Linked DNA regions of Rattus norvegicus: region 2 is linked to region 1. The links are chromatin contacts, called in public Hi-C maps. All regions are on one chromosome and are shown on one strand. The core of a region is the stretch at or near the end of the contact, and the rest is flanking DNA. Distances in the headings are between cores, read along the strand shown.

Region 1 (4,247 bases), core at 994-3,493:
ATTCCACAACCTGCCACCTTCCAACCAAAACCACACGCACCTTGTAGAAACTTTTATGCAAAGGAATTCAAATCTTTAAATCCCTCCAACTTGTAAAGTATTTTTGTAAATCTCCCCCACCTTTTGTTTTCGCAAAGCATCCCTCCAACCCCCTTCCCAGAACCGTACAGCCCGGGTGCAGCTGAACCCACTTCCTTTCCTTTGCCAAGATTCTTTTAAAACTAGCCAGTCTTGAAAGACTGTGAGGTTGGACCCGGGCCCATGGGGAAAAGACACAGTTAGCACCTGGGTTAGAATAAGAACAGATGAATTCCCTGCTCTAGTTTGGGTCAAGGCCCAACCTTTTTGGGGAAAAAAAAAATTGCCTTGGGGGTTTCTTTCAGTTTGTTTCTTTGTGCAACATGGAGGTTACTCATTGTTCCAGCATCTGAGGTGAGTGGGCCTGGGCTGACCACCCACGTGCAGTCCACCTCCTTAGCACCCTTCCCAGCAAGATTAGTTAGAGTTTCTCCTTTGGTTTTACAGGCGTCAAAGCTCAGCCAGACCTTCCCAGGCCAAAGATTCGCTGAGGAAAATGCTGGTACTGGAACAGGGGCAGCCTCTCATGGTGAAGACATAGCCGTGTCCTGTCGTGGCTTTAAGACTGAGCTTATACCATGTGCAATGGCTCAGCCTATAAGGGTACTTTACTTTCTTCCCGAGGACCTGTGTTCAGTTTCTAGAACCCTCAGGGTGGCTCACAACCATCTGTAACCATCAACGGCTTTCTGCCCACAGTGCACAGACATAGATCAAGGCAAAGCATTCATACATATACCAAAAATAAATATCAGAGACAAAAAGCAAGATTGAGCTGCTATTTCAAACGAATGAACCAGAGCATCTTGGAATCTCCCTCTGGGAGGACCCTGGGCTCCAGGACGACTCCTCCAGGGAAGTCCTGGAAGGTTGGGCAGAGGGACCTACTTCCTGGACTCCTCTGCAAACTATTCTCTCAGCTTCACTTTCTCCTTCCAGTCTATTAAAAACAAAGTAACAATAACTCGTAAAAGCTTCCCCCCTCTCTAAAGACAAGGGATAGGCCTGAAGAGACTTAAAGCAGGATCATGTGTGGGCAGGGATAGGTACTCCCCGAGGCTGGGTAGAACTTAGGTTCTACCTTCCTGAGCCCTCAGCCTGCGCTTAGGGAACGCTTTCCCTGACTGTGAAATGAAGCCAAATAATATTTTGTCTCCCCAACTTGCTATGAAAGACATTACTATCTGGTGTGTTTCTAGCACACAGTAGGCACACCACAGGACTAGAAGTTTACGAATGGGTCAAAGAGACACACTTGACATTTGAGGCTGGGATTAGGGATGTGAGGCCTCTTATGTAACAGTTTAATATCTTTGAAGCCAGAGCACGGGTTCCCATAGCTCTCCAGTAATTAATTAAAACTTAATGAACAAAAAGCACACTCCCATGACCCCCTTTTACACTCTGAGCCACACAGCCCAGTCGGTGGCCTTTGGGGCGGCAGTTAGGGGGTGAGGGTAACTGCTTGGATGTCCCATAATAGTGGCAACACACACACACACACACACACACACACACACACACACACACACTCCCAGTCCTGGGTACTAATTTACAAGGCAAGGACCAGGGGGCGCTTCTCGGGGCTTGACTACTGTTAAAGAGACGCACGGGGGAGCGGGGGAGCAGGGTGTGTGTGTGTGTGTGTGTGTGTGTGTGTGTGTGTCTGTCTGTCTGTCTGTCTGTCTGTCTGTCTGTCTGTCTCAGACTATTTCTCAGTCTTCTGAGAAATACGGCCATGGGTGGGTCTTTACTCCCGGCTCTCCATGCTCTGATTTCCATGCATGGAACTCTTCCAAGGCGACCCCAAAGCCTCACAGTCTTCGGGAGCCCCCAAAAGCCTAGGCGGAGGGCCCCAGGGGCGGGAGTTGGAGAGAACACTTTTAACTTTTCGGCTTGATTATTGTCCTGGGTTGTGGCCGCCTCAGGCACCGGGGCCCCTCGGACTTGGTCTGCGGACTCCCGAGGGCGCCGAGTTTACGCAGCCCCGGAGACCGTTCTACGCGGACGCGAGGCTCGGGCCCTTTAAGAGCCCGCCCCGCGCGCGACGGGCCCGCCCCCCGGGCCGAGGAGGGTGCGGGGGCCGTCGGCGGGGATTGGCGCAGCGCGCGCCCCCTCCGCGGCCCCCGCGCGGTGGGAACCGGCAGCCCCGTCTAGCGCTGACGTCAGACCGTCTGCCTGCCTCCGACCGCGGGCGCGCGGCGCAACCCGATCTCCTTGGACTTGAATGAGGAGCAGGCGGCGGCGCTCAGCTGCGGATCGGCCGGCGCGCAGGCTGAGCCCGGCGGCCCCGCGCCCCGGCCGCCCGCCCGTGCCCCGCACGCCGCCCGCGGCCACGGCCCGCCGCCCCGGGGCTCCCGCTCGGCGGCCGGGGGACCCAGCTCGCCCCGGGGACCTCGGCGGCGCCCCGAGCCCGCGCCGCGCTGCTCGCTGTATGCGGGGCCCGAGCCCCGCGCGCCGGCCGGAGCCGCCCCCGCGCCCCGCGCCTCGCGCCCCGCGCCGCCCGTGACCGCTTGATGGGGGTCAACGGCACCGCCGCCGCAGCCGCCGCCGGGCAGCCCAATGTCTCCTGCGCGTGCAACTGCCAGCGCTCTTTGTTCCCCAGCATGGAGATCAGTGAGTGAGCCCTGTTCCCCTCGGGACAGCCCCGTGGGATACCCGGCCCGGGACATGGTGATCGCGTGGGGACTCGGGGGCCGCGCGCCTGCCTCGCCCAGGCTCCCCGGCTGCGCTCGCCGCGCCCCGGGCGCGCCCTCCCGGAGGCTCGCGGCAGCTGGCGGCCGGCCCGGCTTTGTCCCGCGGCGCTGCGAGCCTGGCACGGTCCCCGCCGCGCGCGCCCCGCCCGGACCGACTCGGACCCGGGGCTCGGCGGAGACATCGCGCCTCTCGGGAGGGCCAGGCGGGCCGGGTCGGGGAAGTTTCCATTCCGTTTTCCCTAGGGACCGGGGCGATGGAGCAATTAGGCTCTTTATCAACTTTGGGCGGGGGAGCGGGCGGAGGAGACACTGTCTGGCCCCGGAGGTGTCTGGGGCTCCTGGCGTGTGTCTGGAGTGGCCATGGCGATGCGTCCCAGGTTTCCGTGCGTATACAGAGTGCGCTGGTCCGTCTGTCTGAGTCTCGGCGCGTCTCTAGGTGTCTGGTTCAGAGTCGCGGTCTGTGCCGGCCGAGTGTGTGTCCGAGTGTCCCTGCATCGCAGTGTGTCTGATGTAGTGTGTGCGCGTGGCGGGGGTTGAGGCTGTGAACTGAATCCAGCCAGATTTAAGGACCGTTTGTGTTCAGGTGTCTGAATCCCGGGCTCAGCGCTGGCGCGACTAGCCCACCGCGGATCCCCAGTGTGTGTCATTGTGAATGTCTGTCCCGGACTCCTATAAATAGCCTCTGTCTGGACTGCTTGGCTCACTCTGCCTGGGACGGTGGTTACAAATGAGTCAAAGTTTTGGAACTGTTTGTGTTGCGACCTCCTTGGAGGTGGTAGACCCAGGGTGGTGAGTGCCCAGCTTGAAGCTCAGGCTGTGGCCAGCGTCCTGCACCTCCAGAAGTTGAGCTCAGGGAGCATCTACTTCCTTCTGTGGCCCACCCAGGTGGCTGTTGGGCTGGGTGGAGAATTGAAACCTCATTCCCTGCCATCTGCCTCCAATCTGCACCCTCCCCCTAACCCACTTTTTTGGGAGGAGGGGGCACCTTTTGCCTTTCTGTTTAGTTTCTTCATTTTACCCTAAAGCACTTCAGGCAAAAAGGCACACGGCCTCCCCCGAACCCAGACAACGTTCCTCTAGCGGAGCCCAGGGGCAACTGCCACAGAACTGGGCATTCGCTAGGTGACTCATAGGCTGGTTTCCGCAGGCAGCTGCCACAGTTTGCACCCCCACCCCAAAACCCTGGTATGTACAGTAGAGCATAAGGGGTTAAAAATAACCCATGGCCGGCCCCACCTGAGCAGGAGAAGTAGGTTTCGGTGGTGGGGTCCTCATGCCGGCTTTGACTCACTGTCTCCCAGTCTGGAATTGAAAGCCTTGGTCTCACTGAGTCATTCACACTTCTCCCTAGCTGCCTTGCTGCCCCAAGCCAGGAGATGCCAAGAAAACCTGCCAGGAGCCAGTGTTTGTGGTCTTTCTTTGGAACCAAATCCTATGGCTTCCCCTTTGTGATCAAGAGGGGTTCGTGGAATC
Region 2 (4,247 bases), core at 520-3,019, 280 kb before region 1:
TGTGGAAGAAAGCCTCCTCCTGCTGCCTGTGGAAGACACTGCCCTTCTGCTGCCTTCCGACTCAGATGTAGACCTTTCAGCTCCTCTAGCACCAAGCGTGCCGTGCTTCCCGCCATGATAACGGACTGAACCTCCGAAACTGTAAGCCCCAATGAAATGTTTGCCTTTACGAGAGTTACCTGGGTTACAGTGTCTCTTCACCCTAACTAAGACACCCGCTTCAGGGTGCTGCCCCCGGGTTATGAGAGACAAGTTTTGCTGTCTTAAGCCTCCAATTGGCATTGCTTGTCACACAGCTGTGGGGCAGCCAGTCATGTGGTAACTGCTTAGAGCTACCTCGAGGGCCCCAACATTCCTTTCTGACATTGGAAGTCACTGTATTGGGTCTCTCTGCTGCTGTAACTATGTCATCGGCTCAGAGACTTGATAGGATCCGTGGCCTCATAGCTCTAGAGGAGGCCGCCTGGAAGCCCCACCAGAATTGGGCCTTGGCAATCCTCTGTCCTTTTCTAGAGGCTCCAGGGGACACCTCCTGTTGCCTATGACTCCTCTGATCCAAACAACTGCCGTCTTGGGGAGTTTGCTTGCCAAAGGTCATCTCAGCTGGGCTTGTCAGATGCCTGTCTACGCCATCCTCCTACAAAGGGACGAGGAGGGTTGTAAGCCCACCAGAGAGTCTCCAGCCACTTGCTCCACACCACACACTGTATCCGACTGTGTCCTAACTACACGAGGCCTTGGGGAGGGCACAGAGCATACAGGCCAAGTAGAATAGGAGCTATGGTACAGCTGTTGTCCCTGCTGGGTTAAGATTTCCCAGTGCAGCCTTTTCTGGGGTGTGTGGGGGGAGAATCACTCACACCTTTGTAGGTTACTCTTCATTCTATGCTCTGAGAAAGTCCAATAAACTCACCCAGAGTGAATTTTAGTGGAATGGTGTCTCCACTGATCCCTGGGGCCTCAGGAAGGAGGGGTTGCTTACGTGATCTCCTGGAAAAGAATTCTAGCAACGGCCCCATTCCCTGTCTGTTCCATTTTCTAGAGTCCTCTGTGGGGAGGAGAGGGATCCGTCTCCTGGTCAGGAGCACGAGGGGTTCAGATCCTGAGCCTATGAGAGTCCACAGGAGAGGAGGAGTGGGGAGGGGAGAGATGGACCAAGGAAGAGCCAAGGTTAGTATAAAGGAGGAGACATCATGCCTTGGACTCAAAAATATAAGGACATGCTGAACTGAAAAAAAAAAAAAAACAAAACCAAATACCTATCAACCCAAGCCACACCTGTAATCAAGATAAATGACATTTTAATGCAATTTTTAAAAATCAAAATGAATGCCAAAAAAATCTATGCAAACAAAATATCGGGGCTTTAAATAAAGACAGATGAATTACAGTGTTATGCTCAGCAGTATCGGAGCTGGAGGCAACGGGAAAAAAAATCAGTGAGAGGATCCCTTATTTACTGAAAACTTCAATGTTTTATACAACATGGAGATGTTTGTATTGACTCTAGGTGTTTTAAAAAGTTATTTGTACAGTACTGATTTTTCGTGCATCTGCCTTAATTTTCTACCCGTTTTTATCCCATGCTTGGTGGTAGATGGCAGACCAGGTGACCAGTTACCCAGCATTCCAGGGGCAGTGCCCTCCTGTGAGCGAGTGCTCAGCACCTGCTGCGCACGCAGCCAGAAGGGGGTTGGAGGAGGGCTCTCCTCAGCGGGACTCTGGCTCATGCAGTGTCACAAGTGTCCAGTAGGGGGCAGCATGGCACCTCAAGTCCAGCCTGGGCCAGGGGCATTCCGTTCCTAAGAAGGTGCCCAGACAAGAGAGGGAGGCAGAAGACTGCTGGAAACCCCTGCTCCGGGGGCGAGGGTTGGAGGTTGGGGTGGGGAACGGGGGTTGGGGGGGTGGGGAATGGGGGTTGGGGGATGGGGGCTCCAAGTTCTCTCATCCTAGTAAACTGTGCGGTTGTGTTGCATTTGAATTGAAAACGAACAGAACGAACACTGTGCTAGATTGAATGTTAATGCCACACGGGGCTCACCACAGCCACTCTGTCTGGACGGACCAGTCTTTGTGAATACAGGTTGGGGTGGGCTGGTCTCGGCCACACCCTGAGATGTGCTATTCTGCCACGCCTCTCTGCTCCACCTTGTCTTGTGTCAGTGGCGATGAGGAGCCCTGGAAGGTCTGGGGCATGCGTACCAAATTCCGGGCAAGCCCTCAACACAGCGCTTCCGCCACATAGCAAGCAGAGGGCAGGTGACATCACCCCGGGGTGCCCCTGTCCCTTCTGGGGTCATGATGGAGCACAGTGCTGTGGGCTTGGCTAGCCTCAGACTCCTGGGTCTTTCTCAATAACACACTTCCCCACTGAGTGACATGTTTGCCTCCCACAGGACATGCAGTCAGGGCACCCAGCTGTCACAGTGTTTGTGGGGTGCTGACTGTGGGCCAGGCACTGTGGAAAGGTTTGGTGGTGTTCACCTTTCCAGGGTCCTGTCTAACTGCAAGCCAGTGGGGACACAGGGCTGCTAGGCTGGGAGCCCAGGGTGACTGATAGGGGAGCAGAGGAACGAGTGAGGTTCAAGAATGAATTCCTCTCAGGTGATCCCTTAAGATAGACCCGTATGGCATGGACAACAGGGTGTTTGGGGAGCCAGGGTATGTTGCCCTGAAAGAGCGGCTCCCTCTTGGGTATCCCAACTCTGGGGAAGGACTTGGTTTTTATTCTTCGTTTTGTGCCGTTCACATTTTTCTCATTTTCTGCAGAAGGCAAGAGAGCACATCCTTTGAGAGTTTGAAGGGAAAATCATGAAAAGGTAAGATATTCGGGAGGGGGGACCCATTTAGACATAATCGATGAGTTCTTAGCAGGAGGCTGCAGGAAGGTTCTGGGACGACCTGTGGTTGACTGAGCTTGGCATCTGGGATCTGCCCCTGTCCCCACAGAAGCGACATAGCGGCCCCAAAGCTTCTGTTGCAGTGACCGACCACAAGATAGGAGTCCTGCTGACCTTCCTAAAGGGAAGCCTTACTGCTTTTGCATTTCCTCAGATAGGAAAATCGAGACCCAGAGATAAACAGTCCAAGGTCAAGAGCACAAAAGACTCAGAATTTGTCCAGAGCCAACTCTTGACACCCTTTGGGATGATGTCCCTTAGGGTTCCTTGTTACCCTCACCAGCTTCTCTCTGGGGACAGTCACTACTGACAAGCCAGGACCTTCGAGGTTAGAGGGCACAGTGACCTTCGAGGGATGAGATGAGACCCAGCTCCTAGATTTGTGTCTCCTTTCTCTGCCATCTCTGATGGGGAAACTGAAGCGCAAGGAGCCAAGCCACCACCTCTTCCTATAGTTAGTGTGGTTGGCTCCTGGCCCTGTTCCACATGGGTAGGTGTGTCTGACCCAGTCCTTGAAGTGCTGGCCTGCTGTGGAGACCCATGGGAAACCGTGAGCACCTTGGTGACCACACTACTCTAGCTCTTCTGTTCCTGAGGGATCCTCTACCCTCCAATCTGCCCAGTTCCCTCTGCTCATGATGGCCTCCATCCCCTGATACACTCTCAGCTCTACAGTGACCTCAGCAGGGGTCCTGAGGGGCTCCTCTTGCAGCTTCTGCCTTAGGGAGTGGTGCAGCTTGAGGCCCTCCCTCTTGGGGTCCATGACTGCTGGAGTATTGTCTTCATGGGGGGGGGGGGAGTAACTTGAGGGATGATTGGATGAGTGGACACAGGCCTGGCCTCCAGCCTCACTTACACAGGTGTCCCTCATGGGTCTGGGATGGCCTGGGTTCTCAGCTGTGGACTGAGGATCCTTCAATCGGCTGAAGGACGATGCTTGAACTCAAGGATAGGGCCTTGTCTCTCATAGCGAAGGGAGACACGTTGGGGGTCTTTGAGCTGTGCCTGGGACCTTTCCTTTCCTGGCAGATTGAAGATCTAGTCCTCCTCCTTCCTACCCAGTTGGAAATGACCCTGCCTAGGCTCAGGCCCCAGGTCCCATCACAGCAGAGGCCAGGGGTTGGCACATTGTCCAGGTCAAAGGGTTGAGCGTGTGAGCATGGTTCTAAGATCTCCCTTGCAGGCCAAGGGTGGGTGAGGGACATTAGAATGAAACCTGGGAGAGACTGGACTTGCTGTGCCTTCTTCAAGAGCCTCTCTCTGCAGGACATGGAGACAGCATGTGGTTGCCAGGCTTTGGCTGCTGGTTTAGGGCAGACCTGATCCTCCCAGTTTTGAGGCAAACCT

Evidence for each region. Hi-C and Micro-C count contacts between places; a contact is called where the count stands out from the background.
Region 2: a contact with region 1 is called in a Hi-C map of Schwann cells, with 13 times the contacts expected there. The contact joins the enhancer-like site here to the promoter of Pmepa1 in region 1. A contact is called at or near these places in 2 of 12 Hi-C or Micro-C datasets (Schwann cells and mammary epithelial cells).

What each region holds. Positions count from the first base shown.
Region 1 is chr3:182,476,645-182,480,891 of GRCr8, reverse strand. It overlaps Pmepa1 (prostate transmembrane protein, androgen induced 1), which reads left to right and starts at 2,243. Exons shown (of 4, transcript NM_001413584.1): 1 at 2,243-2,694. The coding sequence starts at 2,595. It overlaps LOC134486502 (a long non-coding RNA gene), which reads left to right. Exons shown (of 2, transcript XR_010065544.1): 2 at 526-842.
Region 2 is chr3:182,759,618-182,763,864 of GRCr8, reverse strand. No RefSeq gene overlaps it. Among named protein-coding and RNA genes, the nearest start is that of Cimip1, 28 kb to the right of the region's middle. Within about 2 kb of position 1,769, at least 4 of the 93 cell types and tissues checked have an H3K27ac peak or open chromatin away from gene starts, as enhancers often do. A contact at or near this core is called in Schwann cells, where this site is marked.